Regions from separate parts of the Zea mays genome. Here region 1 is linked to region 2. A link is a contact called in public Hi-C data. All regions are on one chromosome and are shown on one strand. The core of a region is the stretch at or near the end of the contact, and the rest is flanking DNA. Distances in the headings are between cores, read along the strand shown. Region 1 has its middle 20 kb from the start of LOC103642390. Region 2 holds the start of LOC100277875.

What was found. A called contact is a pair of places that touch in the nucleus more often than the background predicts.
Region 1: a Hi-C map of leaf shows a contact between it and region 2, with 5 times the contacts expected there. The contact joins the enhancer-like site here to the promoter of LOC100277875 in region 2. A contact is called at or near these places in 4 of 25 Hi-C or Micro-C datasets (bundle sheath, endosperm and leaf).

The regions. Positions count from the first base shown.
Region 1 is chr10:40,509,448-40,512,765 of Zm-B73-REFERENCE-NAM-5.0, reverse strand. No RefSeq gene overlaps it. Among protein-coding and RNA genes, the nearest start is that of LOC103642390, 20 kb to the right of the region's middle. Within about 2 kb of position 1,280, at least 17 of the 20 cell types and tissues checked have an H3K27ac peak or open chromatin away from gene starts, as enhancers often do. A contact at or near this core is called in bundle sheath and leaf, where this site is marked.
Region 2 is chr10:40,357,848-40,361,263 of Zm-B73-REFERENCE-NAM-5.0, reverse strand. It overlaps LOC100277875, which reads right to left and starts at 1,791. Exons shown (of 1, transcript NM_001364264.1): 1 at 1,558-1,791. The coding sequence starts at 1,744. The coding sequence ends at 1,607.

The DNA.
Region 1 (3,318 bases), core at 31-2,530, 150 kb before region 2:
GGTGATAAAATGAGGAACCATCTAACCTCACTCCACAAAATCATATGGGATATTATTGAGTTTGGAGAGCAGGCACCACAGGTGGGCGACGAGGACTACGACTTCGATGAGGCCACCCAAATTAGGCACTTTAATTTACAAGCCACCTCTATACTCATTGCTTCCTTGCGTCGAGAGGAGTATAACAAGGTACAAAGGTTGAAAAGTGCCAAAGAAATTTGGGACGTCCTCAAGACGGCGCATGAAGAGGACGAGGTGACCAAGATCACCAAGCGCAAAACGATTAAGGGAGAACTCGGTCGATTCGTCCTCGACAAAGGAGAGGAGCCACAAGCAATGTACAACCGGCTCAAGACGATGGTCAACCAAGTCCGCAACCTCGGGAGCACCAAGTGGGATGACCATGAAATGGTTAAGGTTATTCTAAGATCTCTTTTATTTCGTAATTCCACTCAAGTTCAATTAATTTGTGGGGATCCTAGATATAAACATAGGTAATTGGTAAGTTTGTGAGCTTTAAACTTATGATCAAAGACTCCAAACACATTGTCAACTTGGAGCAAGGTGCCACCTCCACACCCGAGGTACAACCCGTTGCATTCAAGGCAACGGAAGAAAAGAAGGAAGAGTCTACACCAAGTAGACTCCCAATCGACACCTCCAAGCTCGATAATGAGGAGATGACTCTTATCATCAAGAGCTTTCGGAAAATCCTCAAGCAAAAGAAGGGAAAGGTCTACAAACCCTGTTCCAAGAATTGGAAAATGGAGGGAAATAACAATAGTAATTTGTTACTTCTAGAATTGGAAAATGGAGGGAGCAAAAATGATAATATTAAAAATTTGTAGGATTTATATTCACATTAGGATTGGAAATCTGAAGTTTAAAACAGAAAGTTGAAACGGGTTTGAATTTGTATTAGGAATTTGAAAAGTTGAAAGAAATTAAAATATAGAAGGAAAAGAATATATATTATAAAGAAAAATATAAATGAATAATTATAGTTCCTCATGCTGGCACTTTTACTTTTGCACTCAATTTGTGAAAGGAGCTTACAAACAAAATTTGAGATCAAATTCAAATCTGAAATTCAAATAAGAAATAAAAATAGAAAAAAAGAAAAGTGAAACATGCGCGCGTGGGCTGATTTCCCTGTCTTGGCCGACTCCACCACATCAGTCGCGCGGCCCAATTCTTTGAACGTGGCGCTGGCGTGTGGGCCCGGCCAGTCCACCTCTCACCGTGCACGAATGTGACACCGACGCGTGAGGGCCACTGTCAGCCGTTCTCTGCGAGTGTGTGTCTCTGGCTGAGTGGCTGGTCAGTGGGTCCTTGTCAGCTCTCTCCCCCTCCAATGGACTCCCCGTGCATGGCAGCGTTGCCGTTGCGAACTCCATGCCGCGTGGTTCGGGGAGTTGGGATTTCGGTGTCCTCTCGACCCGGGGATAAGAACCCGGAGCACCTGCGCCCCTCCTGTCTTCTCTCGCACCAATCGCCGTGAGGTCGCCGTGAATAGAGGAATCGGGTGTGAAGTTCAATCGCCGCTGTGGAACCCCTCTCTGGCGTCACCACTCGGGACCCGACTGCTCACCTGGGTACACCGCCAAGTCTGGGGAAGGGTCTCCGGAACATCACGGCCAGAATTAGCCTCGGTGGCACCGGGAATTTCTCAACGGAGCTCCTACCAGCGTTCGTGCCGTGGTGCGGATTGTCGCCACCGCAAACCAAGGAAAAAGACCTCCCCTCTGGTCTAGCATCATTCCCGTCGTGCGCAGAACCTGTTAGTCGAGGTAGCGGGGGTGGGATTGGGCCGTTCACCCAGCTCCGGCGAGAGCGCCGCCGTGTGAGCTGTGTGCGCCGTCACTCTAGTAAATCGGGGTGTGGAAGAACGCCATGGACAATAGATCTAGATATTGACGGTCGTGATGGATTCATAAGATAACGATTCGGTTGATGTGTTCGTAACCGTCGATCTCGGGACAGACGGGTGGGATCGGATGTCGTGCTCCAACCCTCGGATCGATTGTGGGCCGTTGGATCCGAATCCAAGGCTCCATGTTGCATACCAATTCGGTTGTGGACGAATTTAATCCGCACCATACACCTCTGATCGCACGGTCGATCTTCACTCGTACCCCTTCGCTATGGGAATTTTCTAAAAGAGTCCCTGTGTTCTTTATAAATAAACCCGCAGTCTACCTTCGTGAGAATATCATTACATCCAAGCGCTAGGTTTCATACTTTGGACCCTGTACTCTCTGGAATTTGTGCTTACGGTCCAAATAGGGCCTCAAATTGAATAAATTAAACCAGAAAAAGATTTTTTATATATTAAAAAAAACTTTAAAACTTCATAAATTCATAACTTCTTTGATTTGACTCCAAATTGATCCATTCTAGTTCCACTAAATTCATATTAATATTGTTTATCATCTAGTAACTTATTTTGTTATGAAACATATGGTTAAAATTAACCACTAAATTTGATTTATATCTAGCACTTAAATCTTCCGAAAATCATAACTTTATAACCATAACTCCGAATGTAGTGGTTCTCGAACCTAGGATCTCGTTGCAACGCGTAGAACATTATTATGCAGCTTGTGCTTATGTTTGGTATGATGTTAATTTTGCCATACCATGTTTGTTTGTATTGCTATGCTAGCAGCGAAGTTACGAGTCACTTGAAGAGAAAGTTGGTACCTGGGAATCTCGAGTCTCAAGCAAGTTATGCCCTTGATCAAACCTTTTTACCTAATAATGTTCGTTGTTAATCATTGCGACATGCTCAGGTTAATTTGATGGGACCTAATAGGTTCCCTAGCATTGTTTTTCCCCCACCTTGCATACATATGAATTATTGGGTGGATTTGTTATTGCTCTACCTAGTTTTGGGAAACTAATGTTTTCATTATGTTTCATCATGTTCCAATTATGTTGTTGTTTAATTATTGTTCATGATAAGATCATATTGTTAATTGGAACATGGAGCGACCACCCAGAAAAACAGTGCTACCACAAGGGTGGTATGGGACGCCCTTGGCTGACTAATTAGAAAAGCTAGTGGAGGACTACCTTACCCGAAAGGGGCAAGGGCAGTAGGGGAGTTGCGTATAGGGATGTTCTCGGGTCGATCATGCTGCGATGACTTTTCCGACGAGGGATTTCTATATTGCCCTTCCTAGAAACTGTAGCGGGTTTTCTGAAGCTAGTGGAACTTTGTAAAGGCCTCATAGTAGTACCCTGCCTCGCTTCCTTGGTAGAGGTGTATGGGGTCTGATCAACTCCGTGGCAAATGGGTAACACGACTTGTGGGTA
Region 2 (3,416 bases), core at 542-3,041:
TATGTGTTTTGTTTTTATGTAATCCTTCTGCTCTAATATTTCATATTAAATTTTAACTTTCGTATATTCGTATCGTAGTGATGTTTGTCATTCTATATCTATATTTTATACTAAATTTTAACTTTCGTGGCATCGCACGGGCACAAATGGATTCCGAAACATTTTCCATAACAATATAACACACATATGTACATAAGTTATCGTGTTATTATACGGTTCCGTTGCAATGCACGGGCACTCACCTAGTAGTAATAATAAACTGATAATAAAAAGTGTAATCGTGAGTGATGTATATCTCTATACCTAAAACCACATAAAGCAATATCATGTACTACCCAAAAATTCAGTGGTAATACAAGGTATAAAGATAGCAAAACTAGGGTAACCTATTGGGTCCCATCGAAATTAACCTATGCAGACCATTATGATTAATAAGAACATGACTGGGTAAAAAGGAAGTGATCAAGGGCACAACTTGCCTTCAATGAGCTCCTGCTCAGCAACTTCTATCTGCTGAACATTGGGATCCTCAGCCACTGGCTCTTCTACTCGCCACAATACAAACAAGCATAGTATATAAAGAAAATTAACATCACATCAAACATGTAAACAAAATACATAATAATAATCTACACATTAATATAAGATCCTAGGAACATGAATCATTAATTTTGGAATTATAGATTTTATGTTATGGATTTCCAAAGGTTCTATGTGATTTCTACAAGATTAATTGGGATATCAATTTCAATGTGGCTTTCATGTCCAAACAGTGACACAATTTGATAAACAATAATATTACAAAATTATCGGAACTGGAATGGACTAATTTGGACTAAGTATGCATTTTCTATGAATTAAACAAGTTCTAGCATTTATTTTTACACTAAAATTCCATTTCTAATTCAATTTCTCTGTTATAATAACTATCTGGACTGCGCACCAAAAATGGAGAAGCGCAAGGGGCCCGGTGCAAGATTTCCTAAGGCTCAGAGCGCCACTGTGTGGACTGCGGGTTGATTATTAGCAAATCCAGGGACTCTTTTGCGAAATGAACAGGCCGAAGGGGTATCTGGTGATTGGAGCCGTTAGATCAGGCACAGACGGCCATGATTAAATTGACCCAGATAAAGCCTAACTCTCTCATGCCACCGTCGGATCCAAGATTAAGGCTCCAGATTTTATAAAGGTTACCTATACTCCGAACCGTTCGATTAATCCTACGGCCCAGATCTAAAGTGCCTACTCTGATCCGATACCGTCCCATCAAAATCGGACGACGAACGATTACCCATCCGAAATGGTACGTTTGAATCTAATCACGACCGCATGTACCAGATCCAACGGTGGTGGATCTTCGTCTTCCTCCTGCGACCGGCGCACTACGCCAACGCGGCCGAGGCGACGACTTCGCCGGCGTACACCCAGTTCTGCACCGTAGGCCGCCAATCCCAATGTCTATCCGCGCAGTATAACGACTAGAACACGGTGAACTAAATGGTACCAAGCATACCTCGGGTTGGGGTGTAGGTTCTTCGGTCCACGCGACGGTGCGGCTTCATGGTGGTGTTCAACGATGGTGAGAAATTTCTATCGCCCTAAGGACTCACACACCTAGATTTTCCCCCAGAATGCCCCGCACCCACACTCGAACGCCCGGGATCGGGTCACCGGTGCTGAGCGGCAATGGAGAAGTGATTCCGTCGGCAGTGATAGCGACACCCGATTCTAACCCTCTCCGCATGCCGCAATCCAGTGGCTAGGCTCGATGGCTCTCGCGTGTGCGCGGTTAAACAAGAGCGGATACGCCCAGGGCTTTATACCGGGTCGAGGGAGTTACGGCCGGGGTGAGGTTGTTGGCGAGCACCGAGTTCTTCGGCGATGAAGTTGGGCCACGCCGCGGTCATGACAAGTTTAGTGGAACTGACCGAAGGGGCCCACTGTCAGCGCCGGTTACCCAGTGCAGGCGCACGTGGAGAGGCTGTCGCGACGGTCCCGCTTGTTATGGTGAGCGGCGTGCGCGAGGACACGGCAGATGGGCCGCGTGGTGGTGTAGAGTTATGGGCCGATTTGAGGTTAGGGCCTAGTTACTCTTTTCTTTTTCTTTTTCTTTTCTTTTTTACTGTTTTCTTTTCCTTTTAATTTCTAGAATTCAAATTTGAATTCAATTCCAATTGTGAACTTATACTCATTTTAAATGTACAAATTTATACTACTATGGGAAGGGCTTCTTGTGTTCATGAATTTATTTCTCTATTTTGTGTAGTAGTTTTATTCTCTTCCCTCAAATCTTAGAATTTCCTTTAGAATTTAAATTCTAATTTAGATATTAACATATTTCTTTTTACATTATTTTTTATATTGTCACAAAATGCACACAAAATAAAACCCCAGCATGATGCATAATTTAGTGGCATGCCTTTTATTAATTATTTGTTTTTAAATGTGGTGTTCACATGTGATGGTGAATAGAGATGACACCCAATATAGAAAAAGGAAATAATTTCTTCTTTTACATTTCATTACAAATTGGGTATTACAAATCCTACCCCCCTTAACAAGAATCTCGTCCTCAAGATTTAGGAAGGACTAGGTAAAAGATGCGGAAATTCTATTCTGAGCTCTTCTTCTCTCTCCCAAGTAGCTTCATCTTCTCCATGATGACTCCATTGCACTTTGCACATCTTTATCACCTTATTTCTTGTAACTCGAGTCCAAGTGTCAAGAATCTTGATAGGATTTCCGTATAAGTCAAATCACCCTGAACACTAAGATCCTCAATTGGTAGCTGCTCTTCGGGTACCCTGAGGCACTTCTTCAATTGGGATACATGGAAGACATCATGCAGGTCCACGAGATGATCGTGTAATTCTAGTCGATATGCAACTTCTCCCACTCGCTTTAAGATCAAGAAAGGTCCAATGAAGCGAGGGGACAACTTCCCTTTAACTTTAAACCTTCGCATACCCCGGATCGGTGACACCTTCAGATACTCGTGATCACCCTCCTTAAACTCTAACAGTCTTCTCCGGGTATCAGCATAGCTCTTCTGCTTGATTGTGCAGTTCTCAAATTCTCCCTTATCATTCGTACTTGTTCTTCTGCCTCTTGTATAATTTCAGGCCCAAAGAACTGTCTTTCTCTAGTTTGATCTGAGAGCACCTAGAGGGGGTGGGTGAATAGGTGATCCTATAGAATTCAACACTAAATACCAACAACCTTGATTATAAAAATATTAGTGCGGGTTAATCAAGTTAATGAGACGAGCTCTTGCGAACACAGGCAATCAAAGAAGGAACAATCACAAGAGACACGCGATTTTATCCCGTGGTTCGGCCAAGTAACACTTGCCTACTTCCACGTTGTGGCGTCCCAATGGACGAGGGTTGCACTCAACCCCTTTCAAGTGATCCAAT